Linked DNA regions of Rattus norvegicus: all the other regions are linked to region 1. A link is a contact called in public Hi-C data. All regions are on one chromosome and are shown on one strand. The core of a region is the stretch at or near the end of the contact, and the rest is flanking DNA. Distances in the headings are between cores, read along the strand shown. Region 1 holds the start of Ndufaf4 (NADH:ubiquinone oxidoreductase complex assembly factor 4). Region 2 holds the start of Ufl1 (Ufm1-specific ligase 1). Region 3 holds the start of Mms22l (MMS22-like, DNA repair protein).

Region 1 (3,029 bases), core at 28-2,527:
TAATCTTTTGCTTAGTATTAGACAATGCAAAAAGATTTATGATGCAAAAAACCTTTGGGAGCTATGGCTCTTCATTTAATCTAACTCTTCACCTTACGGACTGCAACTTCAATTCACACTCCAGGCCCAGGGTTAAATGTAATTTCCTCAGAAGCAGTCCCTCATCTTCCTGGGTCTGTAATTACACTATTGTTGTATAACTGCTCACCCACTTAATGTCTGTAGACTGCAGCATATCATGGGCCTCAGAGAGTACACGGTCTGTTCTGATCACTGCACATAAACACACCTGACACATGAGACAGGCCCACCATTCCAGCATACTATATTAACTTACATATAATATTACACATCCTGTTGGGACACAGCCTCAAAAATATGAACATGTTCCCACAAACTCCCAAACATTGAGGCTGTCATTAAAAGCATCTTAATTTACAGAATATGAAAGTAGCTCTCAAAGTCTTATTTGTCGCTCAGCTAACCACTAAAAAGTGTGTAACCAAACCCTATAACTTAGCAATAAATAATTCACACAGGTCCATTCAATCAATCCCTTCACAGGTCTTTCAGTATACCCTAAGTATCCAACAAGCCAAACCCCGTGTCTAGATCGCTGTGCTTCTTTGCACTGACCACCGCTCCACACACTTAGCACTTTCACCCGTTTCCCTCTTTTTCTTGATCGCCTCCTCACACCTCCAAAATAAATTGGTGAGTTAATTAACGTATACATTACCGGCAAGGAAGGCACCGGATCTTTGGAATTGACATATACATCTCTTAGTAAGGACAGCAGCTTGTTATCTTTTCTAGAAACTTCTTCCTCGATTTCTGGATACTCTAGGGAAAGAAAAAAGGCCGTAATTTTTTTTTAAAGAAAAAAATATCCCTAAAATCGTAAACATGTATGACAATTAAAAAAAAACAATCATCTGGACATCTAGGGACAAACATTAGGGCGAGACTCTGCGCGCATCCTGTGCAGACCCCGGAAGAGAGCACGGGCTGCCTTGGGCTCTGGGATTCCTTGCCGCTGCCACCACCGGAGCCCGCGCGGGGACGACCTCAATGTCACCGGAGGCCTGGAAGGGGCCGCACTCACGACTCAGGTGCTCCTGCAGGAGACTGCGGGTGGAAGGGTGCTTGGGTGCCATGGAGGGCTTCCTCTTGCTGATCTCCTGCTCCGCTCGCTTCTCCACGTTGAAGTTCCTGAAGGCGCGGGTCATGCGAGCCCCCATCTCTACCTCATGATGCCCTTAGTTCACTACGCACGTGGGGAAACACCGGCGCGACTGACCTCTGTGTGCAGGGAGCATGCGTAGAGTAGGGGTCAGGCACCGGTAAAACGCCGACGGTGCGCTCGTCGCCCTCTAGCGGCCAGGAGGACGCATGCTGGACTCCGCTCCGCCCTCTTCCACAGGGGCGCATGCGCGGACTACTGCGGGCATTGCTAGGGACGCCCGCCGGGGACTAGGGAGTTAAGAGCTGTTGCAAAATCCCGAGTAGCTAAAGTGTAAGGCGGAGATCTTCCAACCTCTTCAGAGGGTAGAGTGCAAAGTCATGGTAAATTTACCTGCCTATGCTTTTGAGAAACGAAAATAGAGAATATTTGTTCTCAGCCGTTCTTCCCGTTTTGACAGCCCTTATTTTCCTGTCCCCTGCCTGGTGCATTTCTGAGCCAATTTTGTTTAGGTTTTGTTTGTTTGTTTTAACTCTTCCACTATTTTTGCACACCATTTTCCCGTCACTTTGTCCCCAATGCTATGAAGTTTCTTCCTCCTCATATTCGTATTACAAACTTGACGTACTCCTCTGTAAGCACCGGATCACCCTGCTCTTCTCAGTCCCATTTCTCAACTCGGCTGCCTCTCAGAGTTTCAGTAATCTTGGGAGACCCTGGTGAAACTTGGGTTTTAACGGTGTATTTGGGGGGGGGAAATCAACGTTACACGTTCTGTCTTCCTTTCCCCTCCTCTTCCGTCCCCCTTTGACTCTTCCTTTTTACTTCTGAAACGGTTCGATGTGATTGACCCGTACATTTTTAAAGCCCACCAGAAAGAAAATAAGTTTCCGAATTAATATTTCTCCCAGACTGTGGTTGTGAAATCTATTAGAAATATTAGCCTGGTTGATTAGGTGAAATAGATTGGTCGTGTCTAACCAAAACAAAAATTAGGGGGAGGGGTGTTAATTTTTTAAACCACTATTATCAACTAGACGGCTTCATAATAGGGGAAAACACTAGAGGGGTAAAGTTCTCACTGTTGCTTATGAAACATTTTCTGGTGACGGCTGTATTGGGAGATGGGACATACAGAAGCTAAAAACCTCGTTCAGTGAGTTAATTTGTTAGTTATCCTGAAGGTGGCAGGCTGCTCCAAGATTTCCATCTGAGAGCTTTAAAACAAGTTCATAATTGGGTGAATTTATAAAAACCAATTTCTCTGAGTGCCGAGAAATGTTCCTCAGCTACATTAAATCTGTTGTGTGCTTTAAGAATTATAGTAGCAATTCTAATCACTCCCTGCTAAAGTATTTTAAAAGTGAAAATCTCATTTTCATGTAATTGCACCAAACTTCGGGTAATATGAAAGTAACCTTACACTGGAGTTTCAAATAAGTCCAGGACAGCATCGAGTACAAAATTAAAGACCTGTGAATTTCTACACACAGACAAAGCTTGGGTTTGATATTGAAAGAGACATGCTCAGGTGAGCCTAGTGCTTTATCTAGCCTGGCCTAGGGTTACTCAGACCCTTAAAAACCAAAACAAGGCAGACAGGCTCCAGCAGAATCCCCTTTGGCTATCCTACTTTGGTAATCATAATGAAAATAAATCCTGGAGCGTAAATGCATAATTTCAACTCTTCTTACCAAAACATACAAAATAACAGGAACTCTGAACTTAAGATTTTCCTTCTGGCTTCTGTTTAAGGGTTGAAAGCAGATACACAAGGGAAGTCAGAAGTATGCTTTTTCTCTCAGCCAAATATTGGAATAAGGTTTTGATAGCTGCTGAGCTCCAA
Region 2 (3,366 bases), core at 801-3,300, 390 kb before region 1:
TATAGCTGGATCCTCAGGCAGTTCAATGTCCAATTTTCTGAGGACCCTCCAGACTGATTTCCAGAATGGTTGTACCAGTCTGCAATCCCACCAACAATGGAGGAGTGTTCCTCTTTCTCCACATCCTCGCCCGCATCTGCTGTCACCTGAGTTTTTGATCTTAGCCATTCTCACTGGTGTGAGGTGAAATCTCAGGGTTGTTTTGATTTGCATTTCCCTTATGACTAAAGATGTTGAACATTTCTTTAGGTGTTTCTCAGCCATTTGGCATTCCTCAGCTGTGAATTCTTTGTTTCGCTCTGAACCCCATTTTTTAATAGGGTCTAACTTCTTGAGTTCTTTGTATATTTTGGATATAAGGCCTCTATCTGTTGTAGGATTCGTAAAGATCTTTTCCCAATCTGTTGGTTGCCGTTTTGTCCTAACCACAGTGTCCTTTGCCTTACAGAAGCTTTGCAGTTTTATGAGATCCCATTTGTCGATTCTTGATCTTAGAGCGTAAGCCATTGGTGTTTTGTTTAGGAAATTTTTTCCAGTGCCCATGTGTTCCAGATGCTTCCCTAGTTTTTCTTCTATTAGTTTGAGTGTGTCTGGTTTGATGTGGAGGTCCTTGATCCACTTGGACCTAAGCTTTGTACAGGGTGATAAGCATGGATCGATCTGCATTCTTCTACATGTTGCCCTCCAGTTGAACCAGCACCATTTGCTGAAAATGCTATCTTTTTTCCATTGGATGGTTTTGGCTCCTTTGTCAAAAATCAAGTGACCATAGGTGTGTGGGTTCATTTCTGGGTCTTCAATTCTATTCCATTGGTCTATCTGTCTGTCTCTGTACCAATACCATGCAGTTTTTATGACTATTGCTCTGTAATACTGCTTGAGTTCAGGGATAGTGAAAATGGTGGGTGGGAAGATGTTTGATGGTTACAGTGCTTTCTGTAAGCCTACAGACGTGAATTCACAGCCCAAAGTTCATCTGGAAACCTGGGTATGAGCAATCTGCCTGGGAGGTGAAGCCAAGAGGCTCCTCAGGGGCTCACTGACCAGTGAACCTACCTGAGGCAAGGCTGACCTACCTTACTAGAGACCCAGCTTCAAAGGATAAGGTGGAGAGAATTTTAAAAGTCAGGCTTTATGATGGAGATCTCTAAATTCTAATTAAAGCTAGACACTTTAGAAGACTAATGGATTTATCTACTGGACATGTTATATAGACTAGTATATTTACATGGGAAAGAAGCAAAATATTCTTTACTAAGTACAACCAGGCTGTAATTTGTAACCAGTGGAATTTCCCACTGATTAAGATGGGAGAGTGGTGTGTGGAAATAAACAATAGCAGCAGTTTTCTTGTCTAAGAAGTACAAGGCAACTGCCTCCCCCACGCCACATTTCACTCCCAGCAATGGTCACTCCTTTGTCTGAGTAAATAATAATAATAATAATAATAATAATAATAATAAGAAGAAGAAGAAGAAGAAGAAGAAGAAGAAGAAGAAGAAGAAGAAAAAGAAGAAGAAGAAGAAGAAGAAGAAGAAGAAGAAGAAGAAGAAGAAGAAGAAGAAGAAGAAGAAGAAGAACCACCACCACCACCACAACAACAAGCTCTAAAACACATAAACTCAACTCCATGTTGTTTGCAATATCCAAATAGACTCATTTTGGAAAAACAAAACTCAAACTGATGCAGTAATGTGGATCAACAAGTTTCTCTAAAACGGACTTCATTCTTGGCTCAAGTAAAAGCCCCATTCACTGTTCAAAGTGGATCAGTCACAGTTTGTAAAAGTCCGACAAAAGAAGTATGTCTCGTCCGCTCTACAAGGGCGGAAGGTCATTTGATGGTTGCTGGACAGAAACCTTACAAAAAGAAGGATTACTGAGTCAGCTTTAGAAGTGCTTTGTAGCAGTTTATAAAGCCACTTCACATAGGCCACGCCCAACTGAGGGCGGAGCGCTCCGCCTTAGCGTTTCTGTTTGCGGTTTTTGTTGACGCAGGTCTCTTGGCCCTCCGCGCGGCCCGTCTCAGGGTGCCAGTGGAGGGCTGAAGGCTGACGTGTCTGCCGTTTCCCGGTGTCGCGGAGAGCGGAGCAGTGATGGCGGACGCCTGGGAGGAGATCCGGCGTCTGGCGGCTGACTTCCAGCGGGCGCAGTTTGCTGAGTCCACGCAAAGGTACTGGTTCCCTGCGGTGTGGAGCCAGCTTAGGCCCGGACGCTTGCCCCGTTCCCGCACTGCCTGCTGGGTATCGGTGGGCGGCTGTCAGTAAAAGTGCTCCCTGCTGCCCGGCCTAGAGCAAGCTTGCCAAGATGCCAGTGCAGCGCGCAGCAAGTAGCCTTTCCCTCCTCTAAATCCTTTTTACCTGCGGCCACAGGTCTAAGACAGACCCACTCGCCATCTGTCATTTTTAGGAACTCCCGGACACTGACTTTTCTACACTTCAGAAACCTTTGGGGGAGTGGCCAAAATCTGCGCCCATGATTACAGATCATATTTAGAAGGCGAATAGACTTTTTTGCTCCTTGTAAACGAGTTCTTGTAGTATTTTATTTCTTCCGGACCTAAAAACACCACTTCGTTGATGCTGTTCTATAACATTGAGAGCTACAGACATACATACACCCTCACAACAAACAAAACCAAAGAAACCAAACCTAGTGCAAGTTAACTGCGTGGCTGAGTCAGATGTCCTGTCTGTCCACCAACTACCGTACCAGTAAGGTACTGTGATTTTTAAGAAAAGTTTTGTTTTCAACTGAAAATGTTGATATTTGAAGGCCGGACTAGAAGAGAACATCTTTAGATACAGTGATGTGTGTGAACTAAGTAAATAATTCAAGGGAATGTAAACTTGCTTACTCTCGAGGTTTTTTTTTTTTTTTTTTTTAATTACTCAACCAGTATTATTATACTAATAAAGGACGGATTTTGTAGTGTAGAAGTTACTCAGAATTTTGTTTTCAAATACTTTTTTGTGGAACATATCAAGAACACTCTTAAACTTATGCCTTCTCGCAGGCTGTCAGAGCGGAACTGCATTGAGATTGTGAATAAATTGATCTCTCAGAAACAGCTGGAAGTAGTTCATACGCTTGATGGGAAGGAATATATCACTCCAGCCCAGATCAGTAAAGAAATGAGAGATGAGCTACATGTCCGAGGTGGTAAGTAATTCCTCAGTGGGCTGCCTTTGTCTTTACTGGATGTTTGAAGGAAATACACTAAAATCATAAGTAAATAACTACATGGGGCTTATAAAGCATTCTCCTCAATTGCTCCTTTTTCTTTCCTCCTTGTGTTGGACATACTAGGCAAATACTACCACAAGCTGTAACCCTTCTCAACTGATAACTTGATGATAATCAACC
Region 3 (3,399 bases), core at 654-3,153, 410 kb after region 1:
AGTAGCACACAATCATCCATACTTCCAATTCCATGGGATCCAATGCCTTCTTCTGACCTCTGTGGGCACCACACATGCATGTGGGACACATACATACAGGCACTCAAAAACACTCATAAACATTTTTTTTTATTAACCTAAAAAGAAAAAAATTTACAGCATATAATAAAGATACACTGACGTCTCTTTATGCGGGGTCATGAAATATAGTTCAAGTCTTTATCTATGATGGCTCCTGCTTCTAATTCCAGCACTGGAAGGCAGGCTAAGAAAGGATTGCCATGTAAGTTCTAGGTCGACCTAGCTACACATTGGCTACAGTTGAGACCCTGCCCCCTGATGCTTTTGTAATCAGTAGTGGAGAAAACAGCACTATAAAACTAGACAGCATTAGAATTAAAATATAGACTCATGCATACCTGAATAAATGAAAGAGTTCTCGACATGAATGTACTAGTGCTGTTTCAGTAACCCATTGGATGCCAAATAGTTCTACTGTATCCTCTTCAAAGTTAGTTGGTAATGGATCAAGATTTAAAATTAACCTGTAATGAAAAGGACAAACATTTGAATCCAGACTATACATGACATATATATATGTCATATATATATATATATATGACAAATATATGTGTGCGGGGGGGGGTACTTTACACCTTATGTTGTATAAAACAGGTAAAAAGTAATGTAACTCAAAAAGAAAAGTCTAAATGGATTCTAGGAGATACACAAAGTGGCCTTATGTCATTTTATCTTTAAATGAGACTATTACTTTTTAAAACACCAAATATTCTGTATTATGAAGAATGACAACACATAGTTATGTAATGTGTTTTAAGGTTTAAAAAGGTATAATTTAAAAAAAATCAACAAAAAAATGGTTTCTTTTAATGAAATTTCCTCAAAGGGCATTACCAAAATAGTTCAAGAACAGCAATGTTATTGCAATATTCATTCGACTAACATGCTTATGAATTCTGTATGCAGAGGCCTAGAAGTGGGAAGAACCGAAGCAATAAACACTGTCAGGTTCTACTTATAAATTATTGACAACGTATAGATAACTACTGTCCTTAAAAGGAAATACAAGTTCCAAAAGACAGGGCTGCTCTGAAACCAGTCTAAGTAAATTAAATGTCCGGCTACCTACGCCAAAGAGATTATCAATTATCCAGAAAGTCCTCTGTAACACTGAAAACGCAGCCAGGGCACGAACGCTGTCGGGAACCTTCTATATACTCAAGCTTATATAAAACGAGGCTGGTTCAGCACCTAAGTTTAGACGTTAGCGATAACTAACCAACACTGTTGGGGATGGGGATCCTCAATTCCCTTTTTACCTACCGCTTAAGGGCGCCACTGGCAAGGTAGGACTCTCCAGAAAATTTTCCGTCTCTGCTGTCAAAAGCGCAAGAAAAGCAGGGGGGTTTGCACCACTCTGTCCCCAGCTCCAGCTCTAAGCTGTCAGTCAAGAAGGTGGACGCTGCTGAACCGCCATCCATTATTTACATCATGCTCGGAAATGACACCGCGGCTCCGTAGTTATCGGTAAAGCTCCAAAGACAAGTTGCAAGAAGTTGAAAGGTTAAGGGACCACCTCGGAGACCCAAAATGTGCCCTCAGCACATGGGGAAAACAAAGTTAAAACAGAGAAGCTGAGAAGGCAACAGGTTCAGAAACCTCCGGGCGTCCTCTAGGGCGCCGGCCCCAGACACCGGAGCCGCCAGGACTTCCAACGCCGCCCTCGCTCCCTCCGGGCTGCAGTGGGTTTGGAGGCCCTCACGCACCTCAAGCTGGTTTCCTGGAGCGGGTCGGGATGGTGCACGGAGCCCCGCCGCCTCCCTCCGCCGCAGCGCGGCGTTCGGGGCGGGAGAGCGCTCAGGAAAATCGCGGGATCCGATACTGGAGATAAGGAACTCGGCGCCCGCCACAGAAAACCGGAAGCAGGCGAAATTCCCGCCACGGCGTGCCCCGCCTCCGGCACCGCCCTCTCGCGAGTCCTCAATGAAAAGTCTAGCGCTGCCCGAGCTCTCGCGAGAGCTTGTCGGTCTGGACAGGGATAGGCATTCTGCTTCCACGTTCTGAGTAACTTTGAGAGCTTGGGAGGTGAGACCACTTTACTAAAACGTAGCTCTGGATTGAGGCAAGAGAGGAGCGTCCGAGGACAGCCGGGATCAGCTTCCCCGCATCTGCCTCGGCCGCCCGCAGCCGATCCACCCTCTTTCTGCTCTGGAACCCACCCAGGCTTTCCTGTGGTGGATGCCCTCTGCTCTGAAGCAGTGTGCCAGAAGACCACAAGGGAGAAGAGAATCCGTTGTTCGGACACATTGAATAAGTCAGATTGCTTTTTCCTCAAACATAACAAACTGTTCTTTAAAATGGACTCGAATATTACTATCTTGAGATGGAGGCGGGATTTGAATTCAAATACCTGCTGTGATTTGAATATATAGCTTGTCCTGCCGACATCGACCTCTTAGGGAATCTATCTTAACTCTTAGATGTTTACATAAAATGCAACGTATTTTCAAAAGACATGTGAAGTAAAGGAAAAAAAAATCCTACCACAATGTACGGCTACTGTAGTAGTAGATGTATTTGTGCAGCTCAGTTGAGGTACTCTGAGACCTGATGGTTTTGTTTTGTTTTGTTTTGTTTTGTTTTGTTTTGTTTTGTTGACTACGGAATCATATCTATAGTTGGTGATGAGTCTAGTCTGTATCATGAGGGTCCCTTCCACGGTGATGTTAAGGGTATGTTTTCTGAGTATAAGATTGAGCATTGGCACTACAATCAGAACAGTTTCTCAGATGACTATTTTTCTTCCTCCAGTCAGCATTCCAATACACTCTTGTCTGTTGTCTTTGTTTAAATACCTGTTGTTGATTATGTGAGTTCAGTTTATGTGAGTCATGGAATGGGAAGAACAAAATAAATGATAGAGGATGGTTAAGGTCATACTTAATTAAACGGTCACTTACAAAGGTGTGTACATGGTTGCTGGATCCCAAAATGTGATGACTAAGCACCCACAGCTAATAAAGACATTCGCATTCTTAAGCTGAAAAAGTAAGGGTAAACACGAATGACTAGGGAGGAATGAGAGCTATACCTGTAGGAGGCAATCAACTAACTTATAGTCACAAAACAATGATTGCCTTCACTAAGGAACATAACAACAGTTGCCCCACACCCCCAGCCAAGTGGGGAAAAACCTGACCGGATTAAATGCTCAAACGTCTTACCACATTCCATGTTTCTCTCTCATTGGGTAAAACAAACCAAAGCCCAAAGCAAGGTTGGAACCTTATCAAATGTATATAGTCAAGTCTTTATTTTTAATCTTTATTTTTTCAAGACATAACAATGTTAAGTATGAATATATCTAGTAAATATGTT

What was found. Hi-C and Micro-C count contacts between places; a contact is called where the count stands out from the background.
Region 2: a Hi-C map of liver shows a contact between it and region 1, with 4 times the contacts expected there. The contact joins the promoter of Ufl1 here to the promoter of Ndufaf4 in region 1. A contact is called at or near these places in 3 of 12 Hi-C or Micro-C datasets (the A7r5 cell line, liver and mammary epithelial cells).
Region 3: a Hi-C map of liver shows a contact between it and region 1, with 6 times the contacts expected there. The contact joins the promoter of Mms22l here to the promoter of Ndufaf4 in region 1. A contact is called at or near these places in 2 of 12 Hi-C or Micro-C datasets (frontal cortex and liver).

What each region holds. Positions count from the first base shown.
Region 1 is chr5:43,400,043-43,403,071 of GRCr8, reverse strand. Ndufaf4 (NADH:ubiquinone oxidoreductase complex assembly factor 4) reads right to left here and starts at 1,277. Exons shown (of 3, transcript NM_198783.2): 1 at 1,106-1,277; 2 at 740-843. The coding sequence starts at 1,241. It overlaps LOC134478951 (a long non-coding RNA gene), which reads left to right and starts at 1,330. Exons shown (of 2, transcript XR_010051729.1): 1 at 1,330-1,566.
Region 2 is chr5:43,790,366-43,793,731 of GRCr8, reverse strand. It overlaps Ufl1 (Ufm1-specific ligase 1), which reads left to right and starts at 2,050. Exons shown (of 19, transcript NM_001126279.1): 1 at 2,050-2,173; 2 at 3,017-3,162. The coding sequence starts at 2,097.
Region 3 is chr5:42,992,918-42,996,316 of GRCr8, reverse strand. Mms22l (MMS22-like, DNA repair protein) reads right to left here and starts at 1,903. Exons shown (of 24, transcript NM_001135780.1): 1 at 1,345-1,903; 2 at 420-545. The coding sequence starts at 1,502.